Regions from separate parts of the Mus musculus genome. Here all the other regions are linked to region 4. A link is a contact called in public Hi-C, HiCAR-type and HiChIP or PLAC-seq data. All regions are on one chromosome and are shown on one strand. Each heading gives the region's core, a stretch centred on a gene start, on an enhancer-like site or on the middle of the called end of the contact. The rest is flanking DNA. Distances are from core to core; before and after follow the strand shown. Region 1 overlaps Gm10069 (predicted gene 10069). Region 2 has its middle 16 kb from the start of Clec2m. Region 3 overlaps Gm38906 (a long non-coding RNA gene). Region 4 has its middle 13 kb from the start of Klrb1b.

What was found. Hi-C and Micro-C count contacts between places; a contact is called where the count stands out from the background. HiCAR-type assays count read pairs that join an accessible place to other places. HiChIP or PLAC-seq counts read pairs in DNA pulled down with a chosen protein or histone mark.
Region 1: a Hi-C map of embryonic stem cells shows a contact between it and region 4, with 2.8 times the contacts expected there. The contact joins two enhancer-like sites. A contact is called at or near these places in 1 of 15 datasets of contacts at CTCF or cohesin (embryonic stem cells), 4 of 484 Hi-C or Micro-C datasets (all in embryonic stem cells) and 3 of 115 datasets of contacts at active chromatin or transcription factors (all in embryonic stem cells).
Region 2: a contact with region 4 is called in an H3K4me3 HiChIP or PLAC-seq map of bone marrow-derived macrophages, with 6 times the contacts expected there. The contact joins two enhancer-like sites. A contact is called at or near these places in 1 of 39 promoter capture datasets (neural stem cells), 3 of 15 datasets of contacts at CTCF or cohesin (large pre-B cells, pro-B cells and thymocytes), 24 of 484 Hi-C or Micro-C datasets (the 63-12 cell line, B cells, the Ba/F3 cell line and 12 more), 20 of 115 datasets of contacts at active chromatin or transcription factors (the 230-238 cell line, CD8 T cells, the SCID.adh cell line and 13 more) and 2 of 9 other capture datasets (adipose tissue and liver).
Region 3: a contact with region 4 is called in a HiCAR-type map of kidney, with 3 times the contacts expected there. The contact joins two enhancer-like sites. A contact is called at or near these places in 1 of 15 datasets of contacts at CTCF or cohesin (the NIH/3T3 cell line), 4 of 484 Hi-C or Micro-C datasets (B cells, CD4 T cells, CD8 T cells and 1 more) and 19 of 115 datasets of contacts at active chromatin or transcription factors (the 230-238 cell line, CD8 T cells, the SCID.adh cell line and 14 more).

What each region holds. Positions count from the first base shown.
Region 1 is chr6:128,478,604-128,481,434 of GRCm38.p6, reverse strand. The region is part of intron 2 of Gm10069 (predicted gene 10069); the gene reads right to left. Among named protein-coding and RNA genes, the nearest start is that of Gm10069, 41 kb to the right of the region's middle. Within about 2 kb of position 1,419, at least 73 of the 459 cell types and tissues checked have an H3K27ac peak or open chromatin away from gene starts, as enhancers often do. A contact at or near this core is called in embryonic stem cells, where this site is marked.
Region 2 is chr6:129,314,534-129,317,424 of GRCm38.p6, reverse strand. No RefSeq gene overlaps it. Among named protein-coding and RNA genes, the nearest start is that of Clec2m, 16 kb to the left of the region's middle. Within about 2 kb of position 1,529, at least 39 of the 459 cell types and tissues checked have an H3K27ac peak or open chromatin away from gene starts, as enhancers often do. A contact at or near this core is called in the 63-12 cell line, B cells, the Ba/F3 cell line and 6 more, where this site is marked.
Region 3 is chr6:129,208,781-129,212,001 of GRCm38.p6, reverse strand. It overlaps Gm38906 (a long non-coding RNA gene), which reads right to left. Exons shown (of 4, transcript XR_869480.2): 2 at 2,890-2,955. Among named protein-coding and RNA genes, the nearest start is that of Gm38906, 17 kb to the right of the region's middle. Within about 2 kb of position 1,436, at least 78 of the 459 cell types and tissues checked have an H3K27ac peak or open chromatin away from gene starts, as enhancers often do. A contact at or near this core is called in CD8 T cells, the SCID.adh cell line, double positive thymocytes and 1 more, where this site is marked.
Region 4 is chr6:128,837,834-128,841,000 of GRCm38.p6, reverse strand. No RefSeq gene overlaps it. Among named protein-coding and RNA genes, the nearest start is that of Klrb1b, 13 kb to the right of the region's middle. Within about 2 kb of position 1,315, at least 358 of the 459 cell types and tissues checked have an H3K27ac peak or open chromatin away from gene starts, as enhancers often do. A contact at or near this core is called in the 63-12 cell line, B cells, the Ba/F3 cell line and 10 more, where this site is marked.

The sequences.
Region 1 (2,831 bases), core at 170-2,669, 360 kb after region 4:
GCCTTGGAGGAGCCTGAAGGAGGAGCAGTGCATACAGAAACCAGGAGAGAGGCTGTGTACTGTATCCGAGAATCTTGGAGTGGGTAACGGGCAGTACTGCCTTCAAATCATGGACACCTGAGAGCTAGGAAGAAATGAATCCCATTGTGGTCTGGGAAGAGATTCGGATGTCGGTGTCAGGCTTGCCACACTTCATGGTCTTCAGAAGCCAAGCTGAGTCCCAGGCACATGCTGGCCTCAAGAATGCCTTTTCGTAACAGTTATCAGCTGTCACCTCCCATCTCGAACTGAGGGTACAGAGTGTGGCACGGCAAAGTTCATTCCAGATCCTCTGTGTTCACAAACTGACATGTCAACTTTTCCGTGCTGTTCAGTGTCTGAAAACAAGCTGACTCAGTGGAGTCCCCTACAGAGAGCGGACCACAGAGGAAACCTGTTCAAATGCCCTACAGTACTTGTCTGAGCCAACATAAAGAAGGCAAGTACTGAAAATAAAGATAATTATTGCCTTCAAATCCCAGACAGCTCTGCGACAAGGCTGGGAGTACGTCCCCACCATGGTGCCATATTTGACTATGCCATCTTTGAGATCCCACTTGGGAGACCACAGTGCCTAGGGTGATCCAGGCCAGTCTCATCCAGGCTCTATTTACACAGCTGCCTCCTTCCGCAGATCTCTCTTCTCTGCTGTGAAGTCTGATAAATCAGAGACAGTCTCTCTAATAAAGACAAACCCAATAGTTCAACAGCTACTAGGGGCCTGCATGTCTAAAGGAGAGTGGGAGGTGGGGGGGAAGAAGAGGACATGGTCACCAGCATGTGTTGCCACAGCCAGTGACAAAGGCTCTTCTTTTTTGCTCTTTTTTTTTTTTAAAGATTCATTTTATTTATATGAGTACACTGTAGAAGAGGGCATCGGATCTCATTACAGATGGTTGTGAGCCACCATGTGGTTGCTGGGAATTGAACTCAGGACCTTTGAAAGAGCAGTCAGTGCCCTTAACTGCTGAGCCATCTCTCCAGCCCCGACAAAGGCTCTTCTGTCCTGCAGTTGCTAGGACAACTAGCCTCTGCCATTGAGTTTCCATTTAAAGGGATGATGGGTTCACTGGTGTCTGTCATGCAGGATGCCAGAAACACACAGCAGGAGTCTGCTCCTCCTGGCACCGTGCAGTGCTAGCCCTCGTGGGCATTGGCCCGCTGCGGCCCGCTGTGGCCCGCTGTAAGCCTTGCCATCCCTGGAGCCCTGCAGACCTGTAGATAAGACGGGGGCTAAAACTTTGAGGAGACCCTTCCTCACACCGTGTCCCATCGTTTGCCTGTCTGCTGGGGGGGAGGGGCTGGGGAGGGGTGGTTCCTGAAGGAACCGCAAACCAAGAAACGTCCTCCCAGGTGCACCCCTGCTGTGGGCCTTTCCTGTCATCCACGCGGGCAGCCAGCAGGGGGGGCAAGAGCCATTCTGTTTTCCTATCCCTGACTCCCTCCCCCTCGACCTAGAGGAAATCAGCCGCAAGGGGGAGCTAGAGGGAGACGGCTGTCCTCAGCACAGAGTCTTTGCAGGAGATTCAATTCATATCGGAAACACAGAGCCCTGACAAATTTATAATAGACCAGTTCCTTCCTCCTTCCCTGACTTCTCAGCCCGGAGCTGATCTTCATTTCACCGAATGTCTAGATTATCTCACTTTCTCCTTAAGGAAGCTGGTAGTGGGAGAGAGGGAGGGAGGAAGAGGGGGGTCAGGGGCAGGAGGAAGACCTACTCTCTGGAATTCGTTGCAAAAAATGTGAATGAAAGCCGGGCGTGGTGGCACACGCCTTTAATCCCAGCACAGTGGGAGAGAGGGAGGGAGGAAGAGGGGGAGGCAGAGGCAGGAGGATTTCTGAGTTCGAGGACTGCCTGGTCTACAAAGTGAGTTCCAGGACAGCCAGGGCTATACAGAGAAACCCTGTCTCGAAAAACAAAAACAAACAAACAAAAAAAAAAAAAGTGTGAATGACGCTTAAGGATGAAGAGGGAGGTTTCAATTTGATAGCTGTAGCGGTACGTAGGGTGCTGGGGCATTCCCCGGGATCTTCTCTCTGTATTCATGCGTTTGTTTAAAATGTCTTTGCTAGAATTAAAAAGCAGTAACCCAAGTCCTCAGGACCCGGTGAAGTATTGTCTGTGCTGAGGTACCATGGATGCAGGCTACAGCTTCAAATAAAACCTCCAGTGAACGAGCTCTGTAGCATTAAACAAGACGTCTTTTTCAGTACCCAGTCCCTCCTCTGCCCTGCTTTAAACCCTCTAACCTACACTCCGGGCAAAAATGGGTGAGAATCACGTTAGTATGTGGCTGCTTCAGTTACATGCATGGGCTGGGGGGGGTGGGGGGGGGCAGGGGGCTTGGTACACTGATGGTGTGCAAAGGAAGGGACAGTCACTGAAGACTCTGCCTCTCACCTGAGACAGGACAGTGGCGACCCAAAGTCAAGGAGAGATTCTCAGACATGACTTGAAGAAAGACTTCCCCCTTCCCCACCCCAGAAATCACTACTCAGCCACCCTCTGCTTCAGCTGGGTGAAGACCCTGGGAATTTCCTGTCACCCTGAAGCCTCAAGTGGAGTCACCTGAGGCCAGTGAGTCCGATGGCCTAGGCCCCTCAACTGTCCACCACCCATTGGCCAATTACACAGTTTTGTATCTGACTTTGTTTTTACGGTTTTTATTTGTCTGTTTGTTTTTGTATTCTTTGTTCTAAACACGATTCCTCCAAATTGAGTTAGCATCACTTCCTCAAAACACTACTGTTTAGCTTTAGGGTGGGAAAGGAAAAGAGGTTCAACCAGT
Region 2 (2,891 bases), core at 280-2,779, 480 kb before region 4:
TATTTAAAATGCTAGATAACCTCTACATGTTTTTTCATATGTATCTGTCTGTCTGTCTGTCTGTCTATCTATCTATCTATCTATCTATCAGCTATCTATGTATCTACTTTTCTATCTTTTATCATCTATTTTCTTTTTTTCTTCCTTCTTTCCACACAATGTCTGTTATGTAACTTGAGCTTCCTTTGAAGTGGAGTGGTTGCTATGATTATACCTGACAATATGGATCAAATTTTTGAGCCAATTGGCAGAAGTCTGGAATAATTTGGTGGAGAAAACTCACAGTGCAGCAAAGCAGAGCCTAATAATTGCTTATTTGAGTCCTCACAAGACAAGAATGATGAAGGAAATGGGAATAACTGTGACTATGAGGAGGTTCTAGGTGGAAATGAAGATTCTGTTAGAAATTAAACCATTGGCCACATTTTTACACCACAATAAATATTTTGGCGACATTCAACATTCCTGCATGAAGAGGAAAGGTACACATAGAATAAATCTATTTTCTAAGATTTATTTTTATTATTTTAGATTATGTATATGTATATAGACCATTTGTGAGTATGCACATACAGGTGTGGGCGCCCACAGAGGACAAAGGCATCAAATCCCCCTGGAGCTGGAGCTGCAGGTAATTATGAGCTAAGCAACATGGGTGTTGGGAAGTTAAGTTCTTTTAGTAACTGAGCCATCTCTGAAGCCCAACCATCCTCATACCATTTGTGACTTGGTTTTGGTTTTGGTTTGTTTTCTGTTGAAACAGAGTTTCATTATACAGTCAAAGATGGTTTGGAACTACATAACCCATCTGTAATCCTAGGATTACAGTCAGCAGTCGCTAATACCTGTACTATACTCCTTGTAAACTTTCTCATTCTGTCAGCATTCCTTCTAGGCTCCACCCCACAGTTTGAAAATTGTAACAGCCAAGTATGTCTGGCTTACTATGAAAGGGGCTGTTTGCCCCCTCCTCACTCTCTTACCCTCTTACTACTCTTATTCTCTTACTCTCTGCTCCTTCTCTTCCTGCCCTTTCTCCCTCTCTCATCTCCTTCCCCCTCTCTCCACATGTTCCTGGACAACCTCCCTCTCCCTCCCCTTCCCCCTCCTTCTCTCTCTCTCCCTCTTCTTCTTCCTCTTCCTCCTCCTTCCTTCCTCCCTCTCCCTCTCCCTTTCCCTCTCCCTCTCCTTCCCCCTCTCCCTTTCCTTCTCCCTCTCCCTCCCCCCTCTCTCTCCCCCTCTCCTCCCTCCCCTTCCACCTCACCACATTTCTACTAAACATATCCTGACTCTTTCTTTCTTTTTTATAAAACACAACACTGTCTTAAATTAATTCAATTATTGGCTGAATTTGTATATATTTTGTATTAGGGTATTATCTGGTTAGACTTACATATAGTCTCCTTCAGATATGTTTAAATTTTTAATGAATTTTTTTAATGTAAATGCATAAGACCTCCAAAAGTACCCTTCAGTTTTGTGACTTCTTGTTTCTAAGAAAAGAACTTAACTGAACTTCTGATAAATGACATAGCGTTTGTGGTGAAATGAAAAGAGACTGAAGAGGAAACAGCCACATAGGGCAGGGCTTACATCCTCATTCAACCATAAATGAGTTCTGAAATCTTAATGAAAAGTAAAAGGTGAATTTTCCTAAAGCCAGCATAGAAAAAAAAGTTATTCCAATTTTCAAAGATTTTACATATATTAGTTAAAATATGGTTTATTATATAATGGCTTAGCAAACTTTGTTATTTGCTAAGTTAATGCCTACAACCTTAATATAGCCTTGTATAGTTCCATCATTTTGCAAGAACTTTGTAGATAGGATAAGGTATATGAGATGTTTGTATTTAAAAATCAGTCTACAGGAACACATAGCAGGCACACACTGTGGGAGGCTCATCTCTCAGAGTTGGCTCTTAAATATTTTTTGTGAAACATAAGACAATAATGATTTTTTATATTTAACCCAGACAAACAAAAAAGTTCCTATGTTGGCATTAATTTAATATTAGTACACTCTATTGTAGTCTTGGGTGTGAAATGCTCACTTATTCAATCACTGAATCACACACTCTGCTCAGTACAACCATCAGTCAAGTCAATAAACACACACACACCACTTTAGCTATCATAGTCAGATTAAGAAAATTTCCCCTTTTAGTATCTTTTTTGCTATTTCTCTTTAAGACAAAAATTATGATGCATACATTAGAGCCAGTAGAGGCTGCCGATGAGATCATGCCCTTCCTCAGTTCAAGGTTTTTTACCTTAAAATAGACAGGTGATGTTGCTGATGAGATAAATTAAAATCCATGTGTGCTCATCATGTTAAATAGCATTTCTTGTTTTTCGTTTGCCTGAGACATTGGTGATTTCTATAAATGTGATAGGATTCACAGAAAATGTTCACTATCATTTGTATGTTGAAGAATGAAAACATTTAGGGCAATTATCTCCAAGTTCTAGGTTCACAGGATGGAAGAAGTAACTGTTATTGAGGTTTTTAGGTTGAGGAAAGTTCAGCACTCCTCTGTGGCAGCCTTTGGTAATTGCTATCAGGGAGTAAAGATGACATCATCATGCAAAAATGAGCCTTTCACAGGTAACAGCTCACTGTTTGTTAGGCTGTTCCTCAATATTTCTCCTCACTGCAGGTCAAGTTCTCCAGAAAAAAAAAAAAAAAGTCACATGTGGAGATTTGATACAGGATGACAATTTAAAATGGGTTCCTAATACCAACACGCAAGGCCGAGAGAGACAGTTGCAGGCAAATAGAGATGTCCAACATCTCTACTTGCTACTTAACACCATTGGAGGATGAGACGGTGAGTATCATTCAACTTATCTCTATAAAACATAAACATCTTGTCTTCCAGAATTCCATA
Region 3 (3,221 bases), core at 187-2,686, 370 kb before region 4:
TGAGCCTACAGGGGCCATTTTTATTCAAACCACCACAGTTAGTTATTTTCTATGCTGCAAGTAAGTTATCAGTTTGTTGTATATAACTTGGGGGTATTATTCTGTTAGCAGTCAAGACTTATTAAAAAGTCTGACCAACCAATATGAAATATTGTTGTAGGTGTGGACCAGAGTCCATAGGACATCTGCTGACAGTCTTGTCTTGTCTTGTCTTGTCTTGTCTTGTCTTGTCTTGTCTTGTCTTGTCTTTCCTTTCCTTTCCTTTCCTTTCCTTTCCTTTCCTTTCCTTTCCTTTCCTTTCCTTTTCTTTTCTTTTCTTGTTTTTTTTTTTTTTTTTTTGTCCTAAACAGAAGTGGACTGTGAGCACATGGATAGTGAGTGATAGAAACTGAGACGATTTATTAAAGAAGAGAAAGTCACTCTGGAAAATGGAAGTGATCTAGAGAACTAAGGAGGGGGAAGCCTGAGGCTGAAAACTCTTGCCCCAGAGCCATGACACTTATAGGTCATTTATATATAGCACCACCTTCCCCTGAGACTCCCCAGGCTTTTCTTTCCCATGCTTTATTCTGTAGCCCCAAATTAGTTTCTACTCTTTTTTTTCCCAACTAGCTTATTTCATATGTTAATCAGATGACTCACTCCACCCCAGTCTTCTCCAATGGTATCACTGTCTTCTGGGAGATGTACATTTCACAGAATCCTTGAGGATAACCCTCTATTATTGCAATTCATTCCTATCAATGGTAACCACCAAAAAAAGTGGGGAATATATACTTAAGTGTTCCCTCAAAAACACCTTATGGCCAAGGAAGGCAAATAATAAAACTAACTTAAGAAACTTAAAACTCTTCATTCTCCCATAGGGGGGAAAATATATATATGTGTATGTATATATGTGTATATATAATTTATATATTGATATAATATATATTGTTTTATATACATAACTATATATAACTATATATATAGTTATATATATATAAAACTATATATATATATATATAAAACAATAACAACCCAACAACCCAGTTTAGGGTTACACAAAAAAAAAATCTACACTTGAATGTATAATATATGTTGAGGTGTCATCAGTGGAAGGTAAAGGGAGCATGATAGAAGGTAAAGGAGCTTGATAGAAGGGTGGATCCCAACAAAGCACAATGATCTACATCCATAGAAATCTACATGCATGAAATGCCATAATTTATCTCATTATTTTGTGAGCTAACTAAAGAAGATAATTAAGATAAAAGAGATTAAGTTCATGATATTTTGAAACGCCATACTTCACGACTACCGAGCTAGCATAAAAAACAAAGAAGGTTATTTTCAAAGGGATGGAAAATTTGAGTTATCTGTAATGCAGTTGCTATACCACAGCGTCTTATCACATCTACTAAACAGGAAAAGAAAAAAAACCCAACATCCTTGTTTGTAATGTGGTAACCAGCCCCATGGCTGCCTGAAGGCTCATCTGTTTCTTTAACTCAGACAGCTCTTGTCTGGCTTGCTATTTTCTTTTGAGAATATAGTGATTACTATCTTTCCAGACAAAATGTCTTTCTTGCCACCCTCTTTCTTTCCTGCAACTTCTCTTGCTCCTTTTAGATTCATTCATCTTTGTCCTACCATTTTGTATATTGTCTCCTGTCTTGGCTCCTTGTGCTTCAGCCTGATGGCTACTCTTTATCAGCATGGCACCAATATCATATCAATACTCCTTTCTGCAGGGACCAATCTGATTTGAAACCCATTGCTATCAATTCTTACACTTTTTTTTTTTTTTAATTTTTAGGCTTCTGTAACAAGTGCCCAGACCTTGGCACAACTGACTCCATGATTGAAGTACCATTCAGGCCATTAAACTCAGCACATAGATGGTACCACCTGCCAAAATGAAAACAAAGACCTGATCCATCAAAGTCCATAGTGATGGAAATGCCCCTAAATGACTAACCTTGCTCTTTTTTACTTCTTTAATTCTGCTTCTGACTAAATGTGCTTGTTAACTGAAGTGTGTCAACCCGGGATTTTTTTTTTTTCATAAAGGCTTGGTGGTACACTGGGATCCTGAATACCAAGTATGCTCTCCAGCCAGCTGATAAAGATTTCTATTGGCTTAAATTTTAATCCAGGCAGTGTTCTCTGTTGGATACCCCACAATAATTTCCATTAGCTTTTATGTAGAAATTCTACTTCTCCAAAGAAACCCTGTCTCGAAAAAAAAATTTTTAATTAAATAAATAAATTCTACTTCTCTGGTGGACCTTCATAGGAGCTGATGCCAGGAGTAACTTAGACACTCCTTTCCCCTGCATCCAGGGTCCTGACCCTTGGGCCAGCTCAATGCTTAATGGTTCTAAAATACAACAAAATAGGCAATCAACATTGTATTGACTGGCAGCTCACAGCTTCTTACCCCTGTGACAGAAAAATAAAATAAAAATTAAAAATCCCCAAACAGAAAGCCAGGTTAATGGACAACCCACCACTGAGACACCTTCTTTTGAGACAACATAAAACTTCAGCTTACTGTTAGCCACTCACTGCACTCCAGACATAGTAATGACACATTTCAGTAAATGTTCTAATTTAGCCAATGAAGCTGAGACTAATAGTTTCGCCTTCCAGATGAGCTTTTGGGCAAGAGGTTAATATGTCTAAGTTCCCCGAAAGTGGAAGAAGATATAGTCAAATGATCTGCTGGAAACTTCTGTAAAAACAAGAAAAAGTAAGACGAACAAAGGTCAAAACTTACTGCCAAGGGCTCAACTAGTTTAAAATCTTTCGGTTTCTACCTTACTAATATAGTTCTTATGTTAAAAGTTACCTGTAAATGAGTCATGGGGTTATAAAGATATGAATAATCACTTAACATCCACTCACCTCTAGATTGTTACCAGCCACGGTGCCAGGAGGGCCACAGTTACCCTGTATGAGGGTCACCTGAAACTGAAAATCACACTTGTTTTTGGCTTGTTCTGAGAAGTCAGAAAAGGCAATAATTTTCTCTGTGAGTACTGATAGAAGAAAATTCAGAGTCAAGAACTTGGGTTAGGAAGTACTAGTATGATTTACAGCTGAAATATCTGTAGGTGTCAGCTAAATAGGAAAGTAATTTATAAGGTTGAGAAAATACCTTCCAGTTTAAGGAAGTTTCAAAGAGATAGAAGTGAAGCGAATATGTCTGAGACATTACAGAAGCTTAATTAAACACA
Region 4 (3,167 bases), core at 66-2,565:
TTTGTTTGTTTTGTTTTGTTTTTGTGCTGAATACAGTATTTGTTTGGGTTTTTCCCCACTTTGAAATCATAATCTATATGAATTTCTTTTTTGTAATTGTAATGAAATAATTGAAGCCAGGTAATGTAAATAAAGAAAACTTTTCTGAAGCTGGGCAGTGGTGGCACATGCCTTTAATCCCAGCACTTGTCAGGCAGAGGCAGGCAGATTTCTGAGTTCGAGGCCAGCCTGGTCTACAAAGTGAGTTCCAGGACAGCCAGGGCTACACAGAGAAACCCTGTCTCGAAAACCCAAAAAGAAAAAGAAAACATCTGATTATTGCCATTTTCAACTTCTAATAATAATTTATTTTATTTATTTATAGACAGGATTACTCTGTGTAACAGCCCTGGCTGTCCTGAAACTCACTTTGTAGACCAAGCTGGCCTCAAACTCACAGAGATCTGGCTGCCTCTGCCTCCTGAAGGCTGGGGTTAAAGACATACTCCACCATCACCCAGCAATAATGTATTAATTATACAAAATAACAAGCTTCCTTGTGATATGATCATGCATACGTATAATAATGTTTTGGTCACATTGACCAAGCTGTCAGCCTTTCTTGTCTCCCCCCACCCCCAGCTTGTGTTTATTCTACTTCACAAATAATCCTACTTTCGTGGAAAGAATTTTCTCTAATCTGTGGTTTTGAAGGCTAAGCCAAGAGTAGGTGATGTCATGGACAGTGAGGGGCTCAAGCAAGCAGCATCCCACTAGAAGATGCATGCTTGAGAAGAAAATCACATGGTGAAACAGGAGCCCAATGCTAAGAGAGTATCAGCCAATAAGGGCCGCCTATCATGCCAGATGGTGCCAGCATCCTGCCCTACTTCCGTGTTGACATAGTGAGTGAGGACCAGGTGTGCAAACAAGTATGTCCGGCCTTGGACATTGCAACAGGACAGTGTCATCCAAAAAGCTCACCCTGGAGATCCACGGCATTGAGTTTTACACGCACACGCACGCACACACACACACACACACACACACACACACACACACTGTTTTAAGTAAATTTATATATTTGTTGACTGTATAGGTCCAGGAATTCTTCAATCTAGGATGGAAGAGCTGTTTAGTTTCAATCACCTCCATTCCATCCCCACTGACTGAGAAAAGCCTGGAAGTCCATGGCGGAATGAATCACAATCCACCTTTGTCCTCATCCCACAGTAGCAGAGGCTCTTAGGTCCTGCTAGTAGGTGGTATCACACCCATCACCTTTGACAGACCTTAGAATCCCATGCACTTAGGGGTCTTGACCACATGGGGGCATACCAGAGGTGCAGTGACGAGTCGGTCTTTCCGGACCTCGGTCAGTGAGCAGACAAACACAATGGTTGCCAGAGACGAGGAGAGTGGTCCCATCCTGGATGTGATGGAATCGCCACAAACTATCTAGGGAAGGGAGAACTCTAAGCAACCTGGTGAATAGTTGAGGCCAGCTGAGCCCAAGAGAAGAGCAAAGCTGTCAGGAGTTCCTAGGTCCTGGTGCTTGAGGCGGTCCATGTATGCCAAAACTACTTTTTTCAAAATGAGAGGAGTAGTAAAGAGAGGAGGGAGGAGAGGACGACGTCGAGTTGATTTGGAGTCACTAGCAACAGCATGAAAGAAGTCATCACGCTAAGTGACTAGGGCAGACGCCAGCGCGCAAATCCTCCGGCCATACGCAGGGTGTGGAACGTTAGTTCTTTACTTGCTTGTTTGCTTTATTTAAATCATTGTTTTCCATTTCGTTACAGCCGATAACATTTTCTAAGAGTTGTCTTTTATCTATATTAGTAGTCTGTGTGTGTGGGTGCGGTGTCCGACAAAAAAGGTGGCTGGAGAGACAGCCGTGGGTGCTGGGAACCGAACTCTTATATTTTTGGTTGTGAGCCTAGCCTTTAACGGCTGAGCCATCTCTCCAGCCCGACGACGCCCTGTATTCTTTCCCTGAAGTAGCAAGTTAGGCGTTGCGCAACCGCGCTTCCGCTGAGCCTGTTTCTGACTCTAAGTAATCCTCACTTTCTTTCTTTGTACATAAAACCGAACACTCGAAGCGAGAAAAAACGGACTCTTTGCAGCGAACATTTTCTCTGAACGGTGGCTGCTGACTCGTTCCGCACGTGCAGAACTGTAGAAAAGGGTCGCGAGAGGGCTAAGCAGGCGGATTGTAGAGAAGGCCTGTAGGGAAGAGAGGGGTGTGGAGTGCGGCGTGGGCAGGCGTGAGGGTCGGACGTGTGCGTGGATAAAGGTTTGTAAGCAGCGTGGAGCAGTAGCCGGTGCGGCTGAAGAAGCTGGTTCGGGTTGGGGTGCGAGTAGCCGATCAGATTTCAGGAGGAAGAAACATAAAAAGAGGCCTTGTGGAGGTTGGAAGTTTGTTTCGGGGCGCAGTGGAGCCGTGGATTTGTGGTTTTGTTGAAACTGGGAGGAAAAAAAAATGTGTAGACCAGGCTGTCCTCGAACTCCAGATCCTCCTGCCTCTGCCTCCTTCAGCAAATCCTACCGGCCTGCGCCACCAGAGCCGGCAAACTTCGGCTCAGTTAATTGAGTACTCGAAACTTATTTTGATGATGCAAGCTACTAGATGTTTTTCTTTTTTCAATGGAATAAAGAATTCAACACTCCGACAAGACTCCACTTAATTTCGCTTCAAACCTACGCTCTTCGCTCGGTTCACACACTTCAATTCCCCACGCTTTTCTTGACACTGCTGGTTCTTGCCGGCCCTCCCCCAGCATGCCACATCTCCTTCAAGGAGCCCACCAGCAAATGGCGACCATCACTCTAAGTCTCAGCTTTAGGTTTCCTTGCCAGGGATGGATTCAGGATCTCCACATCTTTATATGCTCTATACTTGACTGAGGCAACGTGTTCTGAACAGTAACGAGCTTTAAAACGAAAGATTCTGCTTGTGAACAAAATTCAATATTCTTGTTTTAGAGCCAGCAAGAGTTGATTGTCTTCACTTTGTTTCTAGTTGCTTCGACAAAATATCCTGACAAAGGAAACTTAGAAAAAAAAGACAGGTTTAGTTTGGTCCATTTGAATGTACAGCCCACCATGGTGGAAATCAAGGCAGCAGGAGCTTGAAGTGGTAGGGAACTTCATGTCCACAGTCAGGAAACAGAAGTGTGAATTCCTGC